Linked DNA regions of Arabidopsis thaliana: region 2 is linked to region 1. Evidence: chromatin contacts called from public capture Hi-C data. All regions are on one chromosome and are shown on one strand. The core of a region is the stretch at or near the end of the contact, and the rest is flanking DNA. Distances in the headings are between cores, read along the strand shown.

The links. Capture Hi-C pulls out chosen DNA fragments and counts their contacts.
Region 2: a contact with region 1 is called in a capture Hi-C map of seedling, with 3 times the contacts expected there. The contact joins the promoter of FIB here to the promoter of PFA-DSP4 in region 1. A contact is called at or near these places in 6 of 26 Hi-C or Micro-C datasets (callus, seedling, shoot and 1 more), 2 of 2 datasets of contacts at active chromatin or transcription factors (seedling and shoot) and 1 of 3 other capture datasets (seedling).

Annotation. Positions count from the first base shown.
Region 1 is chr4:1,884,639-1,890,546 of TAIR10.1, reverse strand. It overlaps PFA-DSP4 (Phosphotyrosine protein phosphatases superfamily protein), which reads right to left and starts at 3,085. Exons shown (of 5, transcript NM_116634.4): 1 at 2,681-3,085; 2 at 2,379-2,472; 3 at 1,997-2,054; 4 at 1,840-1,883; 5 at 1,292-1,753. The coding sequence starts at 2,874. The coding sequence ends at 1,547. It overlaps AT4G03965 (RING/U-box superfamily protein), which reads right to left and starts at 1,187. Exons shown (of 1, transcript NM_148213.4): 1 at 135-1,187. The coding sequence starts at 971. The coding sequence ends at 342.
Region 2 is chr4:1,928,752-1,934,659 of TAIR10.1, reverse strand. FIB (fibrillin) reads right to left here and starts at 2,777. Exons shown (of 3, transcript NM_116640.5): 1 at 2,054-2,777; 2 at 1,516-1,711; 3 at 710-1,428. The coding sequence starts at 2,499. The coding sequence ends at 1,114. It overlaps AT4G04025 (transcription repressor), which reads left to right and starts at 25. Exons shown (of 2, transcript NM_001340472.1): 1 at 25-566; 2 at 637-651. The coding sequence starts at 51. The coding sequence ends at 651. It also overlaps the pseudogene AT4G04010.

The sequences.
Region 1 (5,908 bases), core at 1,836-4,335:
GGCTTTGGTTCCGTTATTTATTGGGTTTTTTGGTTTGGGGTCGGTTTCGGGTACTATCACATGCCTATGTACTGGTTTTCGATTTTTTAACTTTGGCGATTACGCTCTTGATTTTGAAGATGTGTTAGCAACTTAGCATCATCATTACTCTTTCACTATATATGAAAAAAAATCTTGAATTACTTTTGATCTCTGATAATGAATGATACTCCAAATTCCAATAAGAGAAAACATAGACACCGTGATTAAATTTCGTACGTAACACTCGTGAATCTCTAGGCACACACCACCTCACTGAACTCACGTGCAACCGGACTAATTTGAGCCGTAGGATTCAGTAATCAATAAATGTCGAGGATCTCGATGATCGGACGGTTACAAAGAGGACACGATCCTCGATTAAGCCACACCTCTCGAGAACACACTCTGCAAAAAGTATGTCCACATGGGATAAACGCTGCTCCTTTCTTCCTTCCCATGCACACGCAACACACCGAATCATTATTAACTCCTCTAACCGTCGACGACGCCGACGCCGTTACTCTCTCCGTTTCATTCTCTTCAACGACGACTCTCTCCGCCGTTTCTTCGAGCAATCTCATTAACGACACTTTTAACGGCGTTAAACTCCCTGATGCTTCCGTTTCCTCCGTTCGGTAATTTCTCTCCGCTGCTAACGCCGTTGCGAGATTCATACCTTGATTTAACGGACCCGTTACATGATCCGACCCGGAAACAAGCCGGTTTTCAAATGGCTCGTCGTCGTCTTCGCCAGTGTTACTTGTTAACCGGAGACCCCAAGTTGGTCCACAGCATCCAATTCGTTTGAATCCTAGCCGTTCTTTAAGAGTTCGTTTCCTTCTCCTACTTCGATCGAGACCGTCCATTTGGAGTCGGAGCAAATCGAGAAATGTCGTTGACTGTGGCGTCTCCGGCTGGGCTTGACTAGTTTCAACACCGAGTTGACTCATTGTCGACTCAGCTACAGACGCTTTAAAAGAAGAGAGGATTACGAGAAAAATAAACAAGAAAGGATTCTGAAGAAAATTTCCGCCATTGAAGAGAGTGTGAAGTGTTTTGGAATTCGTGTATTGCTTTGGGTTTTAAAGCTTTTTTCGGTTACGTCCGAATTACGATTGAAGTCATTATTATATTATTCTCTCTTTAAATTGAAAAACACGAATTAATACCAAACGTTTCACTTTTAATTTGAAGTCTTCTTGTATTAATTTTTGCTATGATTGAGTTCTGAAAAACTGATACTATGTAATTTGGTAATTCGTTTTTAGATTGAACATTACCAAGTTGGATACACTTGAATACAAAAAATAACAATATAGTACCAACATTTATGACAAACTTGTTCTACATGATAGCATTTAAAAGGATTAAAGGAGTGTCTCTTATTTTTCTACAACCATCCGATCCAATTTTTATTTATTTGATTTGGAATAAACGGACTTTTATTGAAAGATCAAAATCTCCCATTTTCATCTAGCTTCAAAACTACAAGTTGCATTCAACACAAAGTTATACATTTTTTTCTTCAGTAATCAATAGTATTAGTATACCTCTTGGAGCATGAGAAGGAAAGTGGTGTATGCTTTAGATTGGAGATGTCAAAGAGCTCCATGAATCTCTGGTCTGAGATTCTAGCTTTCGCAGCTGCGAATCTTTGGTACTCGTCGAAGATAGAAGACAAACACCATCTTTGAATCTTCCTCACACAACCTACAAGACATCCCGTCCGATGCTGCAACGGATAGAGAGACAAGATATAAGGATTACTTCGATCATATCGTGACTAGGGTTAAGCAGATGAGAGATGTCTCAGTTTACCTTTCCACTTTTGCAATGAATCAAGACAGGATGATTCTCTGTATCTGGTTAATAAGGCAAGATAAGAGTCAAGGATTAGATGGTTTTGAATCTTTTGATAATCTAAACAATTACATTTCTCGATGAAAATAGGTTATAGAGAGACAAGAGAGGGTACCTAGAAGTACTTGTAAGGCTTCTCGGATTACCTCGTCAGGGATATTAACAAATGGTTCCTTAAAACACAAAGAGAACAATCAACTTATCAGTCCACAAGCACAGAATATGTTACATTCATCATCTTTGCATAGCTCTATCTAATCAAATGCTAAACAAGAAGATTAAACACAAGTTTTTACAGAAGCAACAACCTAGAATAAGCTTATGAAGTTATGATCCATTCTTATGAGATTCAGACTCATCATTCCACCAATATGAGATATTGAAACAATCATAGATAACCACAGACTATGAAACTAAGAAGAGGTGATTCAAAGCTTCAAAAACATCGATAACGAGAGTAAGAAAAAGTAAATAATTAGTATCACCACCAATCTCACCTTGCATCTTTCAATTCCAAATTGAAAAACTTGGATCCCATTTGATTTTGCAAACTCTCTATTCACCTCTGGATATGCCTCAGGACACAAATATCTATAGATCACAATACACATTCAAAACAATAATCATAGATTAGAGACTAATTCTTTTGACCATTTCACATTTCACTATAACAGAAACATTCTATAAAACCCTAGCTATAATTATATCTCCATATCAACTAAATCAGCGACTATTTGCGATACAGGACGACGAAGCTGACCTAATTAAGGACTAAGAGAATGAGATTAAGAGAAATTACATGATGGATTTGAGACGCAAAGACTGGAGAAAGCTGAAACTGACGGGTTCAGGAAAACCAGAACGGAAAATTCCATTATCGACCATAGCGAAGTTAAGAGGTGGCACGAAAAGCTCACCGCCGCCTCTCTCCTCCATCGAGTTCTCCGATTGTGGTACCGTGTGAACATCGCCGGCGTAACTCTCTAACGTCATGATTGTATTGAGCGCCAAAAAGGGAAAGGAAGAGAGCTTTCGATGAGAAAATGTCGAGAAAAATTGAGAAGAAGATTCAGAAGTTTTGGGGAATATTAAAAGGTATCCAGAAGAATATTCTTCTCTCCACTATTTTACTAAGATCAGACCCGTGTTACAGCACGGAGGAATATATGTGTTTCTGTATGATGTATGATGTGTATTAGAACGTGCTTAGATAGTTTTAAAACGTAACATATTTAGGGGTTAACTTAAGTAATGAGATTAATTATTAGAATATTTTCTAAAATATTGGAATTAAATTGTTTTTTTTGTTTAAAATATTTTTTTCATGTGTTAAAAATAAAATAAATACAAAATATTCTTTAAAAAAATTTCTAGCGATTTTACAAAAGTCTATCATTTAGTTATACCAGATTTATTCTTATTCAGTAGAATTTTTTAAATACGACAGATTTTTTATATCATACTTTTTTGGTTGACAGATTTCTTAGAAGATAGTGATAACAAATTTATAAATTATCTACATATACAATTTTGGGAAAGATTTGTGTCGAAAAATTCTTTTTCAATTTCGATATTGTATGTTTAGTCCCTATAAAATCAATCAGACAAGATTGTCTGCGTTAGGACAATGACCAAATTTTTGATGAACTATTCACGTTTTGCACTAATTAATTACCTAAACAAAAATATTATTTTGCACTACCCTCATAAATTGCACACATTAATCCCTTAAATCTCTACTAATTCAATATTACACGAAATAATATTTCTTAAAAATCCGAACAACCAAATAACTAACCATATCTTTACTTACTTCATTCCAAAATCTCTAAATATTTACTACACTCTTACCAAATATTCGTATTTCGATATCACATTTCTATAAGTTAAACGATTATTAATCATGCATTAATTCCATAAACCTTAAAAGAACCCTCTATTTATCATATAATCTTACATATGGTATAGTCAATATATTTTTACACATTCTACAAATCATCATCAATTCAAAATTCCAATATATCACCTCGCAAATTAAATTTCGCCAACTATAATATTATTCAAATTGTTATTGATTATTGCCTTCCAAAAAATTTATCCGATCGAATCATATATTCTCTCCACTCCTCATTCATAGCAATTATGTATCCTGATTTACGTATATCACCTTAACTACAAAATCTTTTACTATTTGCTTGCCAGTCAAGATATAATCTAAATCCCGCAATATTCCATCTTATAAACCACCCAAATCTTTCTGTTTTACATGTACAAGCGTAAAAATAAGGGTAAATACATTTACCATATCTCGACAGTTTGATTCAGAATCAAATCAAAATCTAAATACGGCATTTTGATTATTATTTTGCACTTATGATACTCAAGCATATTCCTATTCTAAACCATTCAGAATCATTCTGTTTTCAAAGAAATTACGATTGGGACTATGTAGAGGATAAAATATGATTTGATTCAAAATCTGCCAGATTTAACATTCATTTGTTTTAATATGTTTTTGGTATCACATATATTCTCCTATATTTTTCTTAATTAATTCCAACAACAATAGGCAATCTTAGTCAATCTTTAATAAACGTAATTAATTCTTTTGCTAATCACAATTTATGATTTCCTTAACGTCTTGCCATCTTAATCGTCTCTATCAAAATTATTTCCTAAAATCTCTCCATATTAACTCCACGATTTCTTCCAAACAAATCATATCCATTTTTGAAATTCATACATTGCAATATATCCCTACAAAACAGATTTTAAGAAACTAACTAATGTTTCTTCTCCATAAAAATCAATTCCGTTTTTTACTAAAATCAAGTAATAACTCACCAATTCGGATTTCATATTTTATCCTCTACATAATCTACACAAAAACCATTTAAAGAAACATAATAATGCCGCATAAAAAATTAAAAACGCATAACAATAGTATATTCCTCAAAATCTATCGAATTCATAGATTTTCTTCCAAATATCTTGCTTCAGGGAATATTTTCTATTTAATAGATGCGGGTTAGTAACCTATTAGTTGTCCCTATAAATACTATGCACCACCACGCCATTTACCATCACCCAACACAAAGGTATGAAATATTTTAGCGTTTACAGACACCTTATTTCTTTTAGTTTTCGTTTTGATTATTTGTTTCATTCTCTAGCTAAAACTCGAAATATTTTTCTATTTTTTTAGTTTTTCCAATTATTGTTAGAAATAAATGCTGATTTCTGCCACGTCTAAAGTTTGTGTTGTTTGGATTTTGGCAGAAGAGGAGAACATATATGATCGTGACCTGGCTAATCAAAAGATTCAGAAATATGGCTTCTGTCTTACTAAAAGCAATAGACACAGTAAAAAAGATATCATCTATCCGACTATTTTCACAGATGTCTTAGATGTGAAAAAATTCATGTTTGGATTCTTAAAGATATTTTGTTGAGAACCAATAATAATCATATTGATCTTACATTTATTGATTGTGAAATTAAATTTACAGAAAATACTAATATAATATCAAAAGTAAATAGATATAAAAAATAATATGATAAATTCAAAATATAACTTGATTATTTATATTAACAATCAAATTACAGTTATACAATTTTAAAGTACTAAAAATAAACAATATTAACAAAACTAATACAACTTAAAATTTTCATTTTTTAGTTATAAAGTATCCTTCCAAAATGTATAATATATTTAAATTAAAAAATATATTAACATATATTTATAAAACATGCTAAAAACAAAATAAAAAAACTATTGAATACAATTATAAACCCGTAGTGTACCACATGTCAATTATAAGAATGATCATAAATTCTTACATAAATTTTGTAAGAATGATCATAAATTGTGTTCATTTTGGAAGAGATGGTTTCAGTTTAACTAAGTAATAAAAATCAAGTTTTATTACATAAAAGGTAAAATTATAACACATGTAAGTAAATGAACAATACAAGCCTAAATTATAATTTCATGTATAGTATCACGTGTTTAAAATTACAGTCAATG
Region 2 (5,908 bases), core at 1,528-4,027, 44 kb before region 1:
AAACATCTAAAATCCTCAAAACCTGATTATAATGTGACTTAACTTTCAACATGAAACTCATAAACAGAGCAGAAGAAAAAGCAGAGAAGCATAACAAACAATCACAACACCAAACAAAAGAAGCAAGAGTCTGCAGAGCTTTGTGTTGCAGCAACAAAGCAAGACTCAGCATTTCTTCTTCTTCCTCGGTGGAAGCAGACAAGAGTTCAAGATTTTCAGACCATCACGGTTCGCTCTCTAGTCTAGCACACTACATGGTTCAGGAGAAGCTAGAGCAGATGATCAGAGAGACACAAGAAGCCACACATCAAGAGAAGATAAGACAACAAAAGATGAGAAGAAGAAGAAGAAGAAGTGAGGGTAGTATCAGTAGCACTAAGTTCATTGTCATGATGGCGATGGAGAAATGTTCTTTTGATCCAAGAAAGGATTTTAGAGACTCTATGGTTGAGATGATTGTAGCAAACAAGATCAAAGAAGCAGATGAACTTAGAAGCCTCTTGGAGTACTATCTATCGATGAATCCTCGCGAATATCGGTCTGCCATTCTCGAGATCTTTTACGAGGTTTGTGCTGATTTGTTTCGTAGCTAAGAGTGAACAAAGATCAGTTGTTTCTTTCAAATGTTTGTGTAAGATACCTGGTTTGTAACAAACCGGTTTTCTAAGTAATAAATAGATTTACCACCATTCATAAACCAAAAATAACTGAAATTAAAATTACAGAACTAGATACAAATTTTGGTTTCAATTTGGTATCCCCTTTGTAAACTCAAACCAGACCAAAATGCTGACAACCTGATCCAATCCGAGTCAAAAGTTCGAACTGAAACTAAACCGGAAAACCGAATGCCATACAGAATGCAAACCCTCCTAGTATACCAAATTTGAACCAATGCTAAGTGTTGCTGTTGCAAACCCATAACTGGCCTGTTCAAGTATGTAGTTATGTATATGTATTGTAGTACAGTATACCAAGAGTAACATCCATTATAAGTTTATAACTCTCCAACAGGTAAAGAAGCTATATAACAGTTACAACACTAGTAAACATAGACAGATGGGTCTATACTTGTATATATGTTACTATGGATGTGATGAGAGTTATGATGATTTAAGGGTTTAAGAGAGAGCTTCCTTCTTTGATGAGCACATAGACGCTTCCACCATCGCCTCTCGAGATCCGAAGGTCCTTGTCGAGATAAGTTGTGAGCAGCCACGACTGCGTGTTGTCACTAGGCAGAGAAAACTTCAATGGTGGTTGGTTTGAAATGGTTCTAGCCACTGAAGAAGCAGTGTCTTGGACTGATGTAAGTAAACCTTTAATGGGATTGAGATCGATTTTCTGACCAAGAACCTCCACGGATTCCGGTATTTCAATCGAATCCGTTAGCTGAGGAGTCCCTATAACACCTTGCTCGAACTTAATCTACAACAAACAAAACAAAAAAAACAATTAGGTTATGTAACATTAGCATTTGCCATTTGTGGTTTTAGGGGATGATTCTTGATTTACCTGGACACGTTTAGGACTTCGGATTTCAAACTTAGCGTTGGTGCTAAACGACGTTGTGGAAAACGGACCAGCGAACCGGACAGAGTTTTGAACGGTGAAGCTATCGGAATCAATGGTTTGTGAGATCTCATCCACTTTAACCAACGGTTCAATTCTTCGTGAGAGCAATGGGAACAACCCCACGAACGACGTGTAGCTTCACGAGATAAACACTTAAAAACTAAGTTCTTGATTCATAACAATAACGGCTAAAAATAAACGAAGGCTCATAACTACACACAGAATCATAATCCAAATTCATAATTAAATCTTCTTTGTAACCACAACTTGCTTTTCACTATCAAAATCAAATCATTCATAACGGAACTAAACAGTTTTCACCGGGAAATTAAACTTCCACCGGTAAGTTTAAAGTATCATTAACTTAATTGGTAAAGATCCTAGACGAAGCTTAGAGATCACCGGTTTGAGTAATGTTTGGGACAAAACTAATATTACATGCCGTGCCTAGGAGAGTATCAGAACTAAAAGTACTTACGCGAGGATCCATTTGCCGTTGAGGAGAAACAGAGCTTCGTTAGGAGCTGGAGTAGGGTTCTTAGACTCGAGCTGTGTGATGAGCTCGCTGATCTCAGCTCTCGTATCACTCGATACGCTTAAACCTCGATCTGTTCCGTACAACGAATCCGCTAGTGATCTCTTTAGCCTCTCCGTCTCCTCCACGGATTCGATTGCTTTATCTGCTACCGATACGGTTGAAGATGAGGCAAATACTCTCTCCACTCCATCTTGACCCCATTCGTCGTCGATGTCCGTCGCTCGGATTTTGAAATCTGGCCGATGAACAGAGACTCCAATCTCCGATCGCCGATTTATTGAGTTAATCGGTAGTAGGATCGGAGATTTCGATTGGTGTTTAGTGTTTGATGAGCTTGGATTTAGGGTTTTGCAGGGAAACTGGGTGAACAATGGTACCGTCGCCATTTTTGTGTTTGTTCTTCAGAGAAACCTCACGAATTAGGATTTTATAACCGTTGAGCTGGACTGTAAATGACGTATATACCCTTATCTGGTACACTTTCTTATGAACATATAAGTCAAGATCCAAGGGATAGAATAGGTATTTGGAATAGAACAAATGAGGTAAGCTAAGGTGGGATTTTGACACGTGGATGGTTAAAGATCATTGTTTTAAGAATCGACCTGGACTCGTGTGAAGTTGCCGACTTTATGAAAAATTCATAAAATTTGTGGAAGATTTTATTTTCTTCAATAGGGAAACAATTTGGTTTAATTTGGTTTTTGTCCCATTATTTGTGTGGGGGAGAATTTGTTTGGGTTTTCTACGAGAGTTAGGCCATGCAATGCAAATGGCATGATGGATCTAGAATCTTCGGACGTGTACTATACTTTTTGGCCGGTTTTGGTGATCTTCGATCTTCAGTTTTCTGAACGGTGAAGATTCTCTCCAATGCAAAATATCTAAACGGCGATTAATCAACAGTGTAATAAGTAGTTGGACTAAATGGGCCTGGATAGTATATTTAATGGGCCTTTATTAACAAAGAAGACCCATTAAAAATTTAAAATGAATACAATAGTTTTGTATCCAATAGACCAATAGGTCCAAAACGTTCTTAAAGGGAGAAAAATTAGCTGGTAAAATAATAGTACCGGTGTTTGTTCAAAAAAAATAATAATAATAATACTGGGCAGGTGTAGATATTCGGGTACTCATATCTGTTCGGTTCTTTTTTTTTTTGAGTATCGGATCTATTTAGGTATGAAGTTAAAAACCATTCATGTATTCTAAAATTTTGGTTCGGTTTTGGTTTGAGTTTGGATCGATTTAGTTATTTTAGTAAGAATTGAAAAATAATCAAAAATACTCAAAATATTTTTGGGTTCAGGTCGAGTTCGAGTTTTTTACTCATCTATACCTAAATCTAACCGAGATGCCTGATTAGTTTATCCAAAAATATATTAGTTATATTTTACCAAAATATAACCAAATGTAACCAAAATACTTAAATTACTTAGAAAACTATAGGGTGAGTTAAAAATATATACATGGATAAACAGAATATTAAGAATTTATACATAAAAATATGTTATTTACGTAAATAGGAAAGAGAAATAAAATATAAACCAAAAAATATCCTTCCGGTTTAGATTAATTACAAAAATGCCATTGATTCAAAATACTTTAATATTTAATTGGGAGATTTGCAAAACTGCCCTTATTCTAATAACCTTTTGTAAAAATGTCCTTTCCTGAAGGCCATTTTTAAAACTACCCTTTCTAATATGGCAAATGACTGTCTTACCCTTACTGAATGATTAGGTTTCACATTCGTTTCACAATACAATTCGTTTTGGCACAAACTTCTTCGTTTTGGCCAACGAATTTTCCTATCCGATTTCACTCAAAATCGCCGGCGAATTTCCTCTCCGATTTCACTCAAAATTGCCGACGAATTTCCTCTCCGATTTCACTCAAAATCGCCAACGAATTTCCTCTCCGATTTCACTCAAAATCGCCGACAAATTTTCTCTCCGAGAAACCCCAAAATCGCTGACGAATTTCCTCTCCGATAAATCTGTTCTTCGCTGACGGATTCAGATCATTTCTCTACGACGCAAACAATCCCCAGAGATATCGATAGATCCGACGGTAACCGTTTTTATAATCGATTTTATAGTCGATTTTATAGTAGATCTGACGATGTTTCATAACATGTTTTGCAGATGGATTCAGAGAGTGAAATCCTTACATTGCCTGAACAGATCTACAGAGAAGGTGAGGAATCTATTGCACTGGGAACCGTTCAACAATACTTGGATTGGAATTTAGTTAGTAAAGTAGAGGAAGCTTTAGGCGAGTGTTTATTTCAGAAGATTAGAAGTTCGTTTCTTGGTCTTCTAGTTGAATTGGGACCAAAAATGAAGGCTAAGAAGGGAATCAGATTTTCTGGGAAAATCTTTCACTATCTCATGCAGCAGAGAGTGAAAACAAAAGGATCAACTCTTTGGTTTAGAGTTGATTCTCAACCTATCTGTTTCTCCTTGAGAGAGTTCTATCTCACAACAGGTAATAAAGTTTTACAATCGTTTTTAAAGCTTAATTAACTGTCGTAGAATGATTTACAAGGCATTTGCATAACTGTTTGCGTAGTTTACAATCATTTTTAAAACATAAGTAAGTGTTATAGATAATTTACAAGGGATTTTAAAAGCTTTTAAAAGGGGTTTACTTCATTAACAATTATTTAAGAAGCATAAGTTAGTGGCAGATAATGATTTACAAGGGATTTTAAAAAGGGTATGCATGGTTTACAACCGTTTTTAGGCATAAGTAACTAACATAGAATAATTTACAAGGGATTTTAAAAGCTTAAAGAAGTGTTAAACACGTTTACATGGGATTTTAAAAGCATAAGTAAGTGTCTTAAAACGATTTACAAGGGATTTTAGAAGTGTTTGCATGGTTTACAATCGATTTTAAAACATAAGTAAGTGGGATAGAATAATTTACAAGGGATTTTAAAATCTTTTCTAAGGGTTAAACATGATTTACAATCGTTTTTTAAGCATAAGTAAGTTGAATAGAATGATTTACAAGGGATTTTAAAACCTTTTCTAAGGGGTTAAACATGATTTACAATCGTTTTTTAAGCATAAGTAAGTTGAATAGAATGATTTACAAGGGATTTTAAAAGCTTTTAGAAGGGTTAAACATGATTTACAATTGTTTTTAAAGCATAAGTAAGTGTCATAGAATGATTTACAAGGGATTTTAAAAGTGTCTGCATGGTTTACAATCGTTTTTAAAGCATAAGTAAGTGACATTGAATGATTTATAAGGGATTTTAAAAGCTTTTAAAAGTGTTAAACATGATTTACAATCGTTTTTAAAGTATTTAGTATAAAACCTGTAATAATAGTCTCTAAACTGTCTTTTGTTCTTACAGGAATTCAATGTGAACCTGTTCATAGGGAACTTCGACGAAAGGGGAAAGATCCTGTAAAAGAACCATACTTTTGGGCTAGTGAAGGATCCTATACTCTTGGTGATCTCGAAGATCGATTGTTTTTAAAACCTAAGGAAGGTGAACCTGCTGTTGAAGATGAAGAAAAGTTGTGTCTTGCTGCAGTAGTGTTGACTGAAGGAATTCTTTTGACACCATATGGAAAAGAGAAGATACGTTTGCCAAGATTGCAGCATGCTTCTGATTTTGAGATGTACACAGCCCAACCGTTGGGTAAAGAAGCATTCAGTGTTCTATCAAATTCAATTCTGAGAATGGACGAGAAAACTTGGGCAAAAGAGAAATATGATTTGAGAGGATTTGGACTCGCGCTAACAAGATGGGTGTTGAGCGCAGTTCCAGCA